Linked DNA regions of Sus scrofa: region 2 is linked to region 1. Evidence: chromatin contacts called from public HiChIP or PLAC-seq data. All regions are on one chromosome and are shown on one strand. Each heading gives the region's core, a stretch centred on a gene start, on an enhancer-like site or on the middle of the called end of the contact. The rest is flanking DNA. Distances are from core to core; before and after follow the strand shown.

Region 1 (2,651 bases), core at 80-2,579:
TGTCCTTCCCTCCTCCAGGTCTTTGCTCCAACATCTCCTCCTCAATAAGCCCACCCCTGATCACTCTACTTACAGCTGCCACATCTTCCCAGTACCCACCCCCCCTTACCCTGTGCCATTTTTTTCCATAGCACTTATCACTCGCTAACACTCTAGACTTTTCTTAATGCAAACTCAGTGGAGATGAGGGCTTTTGTCTGTCTTGTGCACTGCTGCATCCCCAGCACGTGGTATATAATAAATGGTCAATAAATTGCTTGCAGGTACAAGGAGGTAGCTTATCACAGAATTGACTTTCTTATTTTCTGCATTTTGATCCTTTTAATGTTATGAGCATGTGTTTGTTCTCTTTACAATTTAAAATTAAGGCACAACTAGAAGTCTGGCTGTAAAAGCCAAGTGGGGCTGATCCCTAAGCCAGGGGGGGTCTGATGTCCAAAGGATGGCATATAAATGACCCAGGGAGCTTTTCAAAAAGCACGTTTGCCCAGGAGGTGTACCAGGAAGTGCTGACGGGATTCAAGAGCTTTGGGAAAGCCAGGGAACCTGTGCCTTTGTAGAAGCTCCCAGATATGTGAAGGGCTCAAGGGAGCATGGGAAACTCAGGAGCGGGCAGGTAGTCAAGGAGGGCTGCTCAGAAGAGGAGGACAGAGAGCATCCCGACAAACAACCAAGATCAGACCAAGCCGATTCCTGGGCGCTGCCACTCAAGGGCTCCAAATCAGTGGGATGGATAGAGCCTAGACATCTGCATTCGTAACGCACTAGCCCAGGGGCCTGGGACAGGCACCAAAGTTTAGGATCTAAAATCAACATAAGAAAACTGGCAATCACGTATTCCAACAGCATCCACATGAATACTCTGGTGTGTCACCATCAACAGTTTCTTTTGGTGCAGTTCTGAAGGCATGGCTGCCATCACAGGCTGCACATAATCAGGCGTGTCACCTTTTCCTTGGTCTGTGGCAGCCGGAGCAGGGGGGCGTGCCTGGTCACCTTACCATTTCCCCATTTGGGGACATTTAGGTTGTTTCCAACGATGAGTTCTCACACACGGGGCTTTGGTGAACATCACGGTGTACAAGTGTGTGGGGTTTTTCCCCGTGCCGAGGACTTTTTCTCGGACCCCGTTTTCAGCGTGGGATCCCAGGGGGTCCCAGGGCAACATGCTGTGTCGCTGAAGGGTCTGCCTCAATTGACTGCCCTCAAAAGTTGCCCGAAGCCACGAGGCAGAGCCTTACCAGAGGTGCAGCCCCTCCACACCCCACAGAGGAGGAACCGAGGCCCAGACGGCAAAGCGTCGTGGCCGAGGCCCCCTGGGAAATGACTCAGCACTGGATGCTGTCCTGAGTGAGTCACCAACATGAGGTCACAGGACCCTCGCCACGACCCTGCGGGCCTGGGCCGAGGGCCCCAAGCTGCAAGCAGGGGCGCTTAGGAAGCACGTTTCCACATTGTCATCACCTGTGCTCGATTGTCCTACAAAAATTTGTCCACCCACCTCCTTGAGCAAAATCAGGGCTCCAATGCACGCCCTATGGCAGAGCCCTTCCTGGTGACAACCCAGCCCTGGTCCCTGGGACACTGGGTGACAGGCAGCCACAGGCCTGGCTGGGCTCTGCCTGCCAGAGAGATGCCCCAGCCCCGTGGACCAGGGCCCGGGGCCAAGTCCTCGGGAAAACGGCAGAGGAGGAATGCCTGAAGGAAGGCACAAGTCTGCAGAGACCTGGGTGGCCCTGAAGCTTGGCCCGGCCACCAGCCACGAGCCGTGCGACGCAGACCCAGAACCCTGGACTCAGCTCCACACGAACACCTCGGTTCCCTTTTTCTCTTTGCGGAATTTCCTGCCACATCAAGCTAAAAAGGAAGTCAGCGTCCCAGAGGGAGGAATGGTGACGGCAACACTCATCATTTTGTGTCTGCTGAGGAAAGAGGAAGAGGCCGCTCGGGCTGGCCTGGGGCTCATCTGCCCAGGGCCGTCCAGCCAGAGGTGGCCACATGGCAGCGTGCCAGGGCAGATGGAGAAGTCATCTGAAGAAACCAAACAAGTCTACTCAGAAACTGTGATTCCAGAGGCGAGTCACTTGCTGCTTCGCTGGCCTCGGTTTTACTCATCTGTAAAACGGGCCAACGGTATTTCCCTCAAGGGCTATTATGAAGAGTTAAATAAGAGAATATCTGCAAGCACTTGCTGGCCCAGGGCCCGGCACACAGTAGGTGCTGCATGAATGTCCCTAACCATGATTAAGTCCAAGCTTTTCATCCTGGCATCTGGTTACCACCTCCTGCCAACATCTCGGGGCTGAATCCCTGCCCCCTGGCCTCCCAGGGCCCTGCACTCACTCCTACCTTGGTCTCACTAACCACAGCACGCCAGCAGCACACCCCGCACAAAAGTGACTTTCTTAGGACAGAATCTCCCAAGATTCTTTCAGCAAGTGTCTACAGAGGGGGTACACATGGCCTGAGGCCCGTGCGAAGTGGGGGAGTGAGCCGTGAGGACATCCAGATGCACGTGAAGGACAGACACACGCAGCACGAACGGAGCCTGCATGAGTCCAGCCCAGGGCTGGTGGGGGCGGGTGGGGGACTCACCCGGGGGACCATGTGGCAGTGGGAGAACCGGTCAGATCGAGATGCCCTTTGAAGCA
Region 2 (2,651 bases), core at 72-2,571, 250 kb after region 1:
ACCTCTAGCCTAGGAACCTCCATCTGCTGTGGGAGCAGCCCAAGAAATGACAAAAAAACCAAAAAAAAAAAAAAGAGACAAATATATCACTCGTATGTGGAATCTAAAAAAAATGACACAAATGAACTTATTTATGAAACAGAAGTAGACATACTTATGATTACCAAAGAGGAAAGGGGGGAGGGAAGGATAATTTAGGAGCTTGGGATTTCCAGATACATACTACTATTTCTAAAACAGATAAACAAGGACTTACTAGTAAAGCACAGGGAACTATATATAATATCTTATAATAACCTCTAATGAAAAAGAATCTGAAAAAGATATATAGATAAATAGATCAGAGTCAGTTTGCTATACATCTGAAACTAACACAACACTGTAAATCAACTGTACCTCAGTTTTGTTTTTTGCCTTTTGTGTGTTTTTTTTTTGTTTTGTTTTTTTTTTTTGGTCTTTTTGCCTTTTCTAGGGCAGCTCCCGTGGCATGCTGAGGTTCCAGGGCTAGGGGTCTAATCCGAGCTGTAGCCGCCTGCCTATGCCAGAGCCATAGCAACACGGGATCCGAGCTACATCTGCCACTCACACCACAGGTCAGGGCAACGCCAGATCCCTAACCCATTGAGCAAGGCCAAGGATCGAACCCGAAATCCCATGGTTCCCAGTCAGGTTCGTTAACCACTGAGCCACAACAGGAACTCCTACCTCAGTTTTTTAAGTCATGACTTCTTAAGAGTTCCACACTTGTTCCTGCCTCAGGGCCTTTGCCCATGCTATTCCTCTGCCTGGAATGCCCTCTCTCTAGGTCACGTCATGCCAGTTCCTCCTCCTGGCTTCAACCCACATGCTAACTCCTTGTTCCCATTTTGATGTCCTCCTCTGAGCTCACTGCCATCTGCAGCAGTCTGCTTGCTGTGTCTCCCCCACTGGAATGGGGGCAGTGACCATGGCTGTTTTGTTTATGATAATCTCACCCACTGGAACACAGTACCAGATACAAAATTCTCTCAATGAATTTTTTTGGCGGGGAAGAGTACTGTGCTAGCAGCATGCAGAAATTCCCAGGTCAGGAATTGAACCCAAGCCACAGCATTAGTCTGCGCCACAGCAGTGACAATACTGAGTCCTTAACCAATAGGCCACGAGGGAACTCCCCACTCAATGAATTTAAGTGAAGGAAAAATGCAGAGCCTTTTTTTTTTTTTTTTTAGTTTTTTTTTTTTTTAAGTGGAAATTCTAGGATGATCATGGGACGGTTCACAAACTCAGGAATATTAGGTCATTTCCTGTGCTGTCTTGGTCATTTCCTTTCTTTCCGCTGGCAGTTCCACTCTCCATTTGCCTTGCTCAGCTTGAAGAGGAAGTTGCCGCCCAAAGACCCACTCCTCCATAGCCGCCATGACAGAAATTGGCCCCAGGCACCTGCTTCCCCTGAGAACATTGGGGAAGGTGCTCAATCTGCAACTCGAAGGTGCCCAAAGGGCTCCAGTTTGAGGCTCCACATTCCCTGGTCACACTTCCCCTTCCCCTCCACCAAAGAAGAAGGGAAAGAGAATTTTATTCCCTCTGTTAGGCTTCCCTTTTGGTCATTTTATAGGCGCTTGCCATTTCAGCCATTGTTCAGCCTGTTTTCCCCCTGTCATTTCTGTGACAGCACCCAGCAGCAGAGCAGTGATCAAAGGAAGAATGATCATTTGCATTTTGCTCTGCTCACATCATCCCCTTTAATCCTCAGGACAGCTCCGTAAGGTAGGTACTTATTATCATCATCACACCCCATTTTTTATATGGGGCTCGAGAGGAGAACGAACTTGTCCAAAGCCACACAGATTCAAAGCCCTGCAGTCTGGCTCTAGAGCCCTCTACCCCACATCACCTCTCAGTGCTTGAGAGCCGTTAGCTCCTGCCTCATCTCCCTCCTCCACTGCCTCTTTGATGCTCCTTTGAGTCCCTCCCTAAGGAGGGGTCTCACACCGAGAAGGGCTGCTTCCTGTGCTGGGGAACAAACAGTTGTAGATCAAGGGGACACTGGCTCCAGAAGGCTGGGAGCACAGCCCTCTACTGACATCTGCCGGTTCTGGGGCAGAAATACAAATGTTGGGCTCACAGCCACTAAGCCTCAAAGTTATATGCCAGGCTAATAAACTTGCGAATAAAACATGCTCTTGGAGTTCCTGTCGTGGCGCAGTGGTTAACGAATCTGACTAGGAACCATGAAGTTGCAGGTTCGATCCCTGGCCTCGCTCAGTGGGTTAAGGACCCAGCGTTGCCGTGACCCGTGGTGTAGGTCGCAGACGCGGTTTGGATCCCACGTTGCTGTGGCTCTGGTGTAGGCCGGTGGCTACAGCTCTGATTTGACCCCTAGCCTGGGAACCCCCATATGCCGTGGGAAGCGGCCCTAGAAAAGACAAAAAAAAAAATGTTCTAACCTCCTTCTTTGGTAAATATCTTTGTAATACCTGGAAGTCCAGGTTCAAAAGTTGAATTATCAAGAAATAAAAATGGACAATAGAAATTCGAATTCTCAGGCTCCCCAGAGTTCCATGCCAGATCCGAGCAGCAGGGGGAGAATTGGCCTTTGTCCTGCAGCCTTCCTCCTCCGTCCTCAAGCCTCAGCCTGCACCACAAGGCTGTGAATGTGTGTGTGCAGA

The links. HiChIP or PLAC-seq counts read pairs in DNA pulled down with a chosen protein or histone mark.
Region 2: a contact with region 1 is called in an H3K27ac HiChIP or PLAC-seq map of alveolar macrophages. The contact joins two enhancer-like sites.

The regions. Positions count from the first base shown.
Region 1 is chr17:50,487,717-50,490,367 of Sscrofa11.1, forward strand. All of the region lies in intron 1 of PREX1 (phosphatidylinositol 3,4,5-trisphosphate-dependent Rac exchanger 1 protein), which reads right to left. Among named protein-coding and RNA genes, the nearest start is that of PREX1, 61 kb to the right of the region's middle. Within about 2 kb of position 1,330, at least 30 of the 83 cell types and tissues checked have an H3K27ac peak or open chromatin away from gene starts, as enhancers often do. A contact at or near this core is called in alveolar macrophages, where this site is marked.
Region 2 is chr17:50,735,785-50,738,435 of Sscrofa11.1, forward strand. No RefSeq gene overlaps it. Among named protein-coding and RNA genes, the nearest start is that of CSE1L, 7.8 kb to the right of the region's middle. Within about 2 kb of position 1,322, at least 30 of the 83 cell types and tissues checked have an H3K27ac peak or open chromatin away from gene starts, as enhancers often do. A contact at or near this core is called in alveolar macrophages, where this site is marked.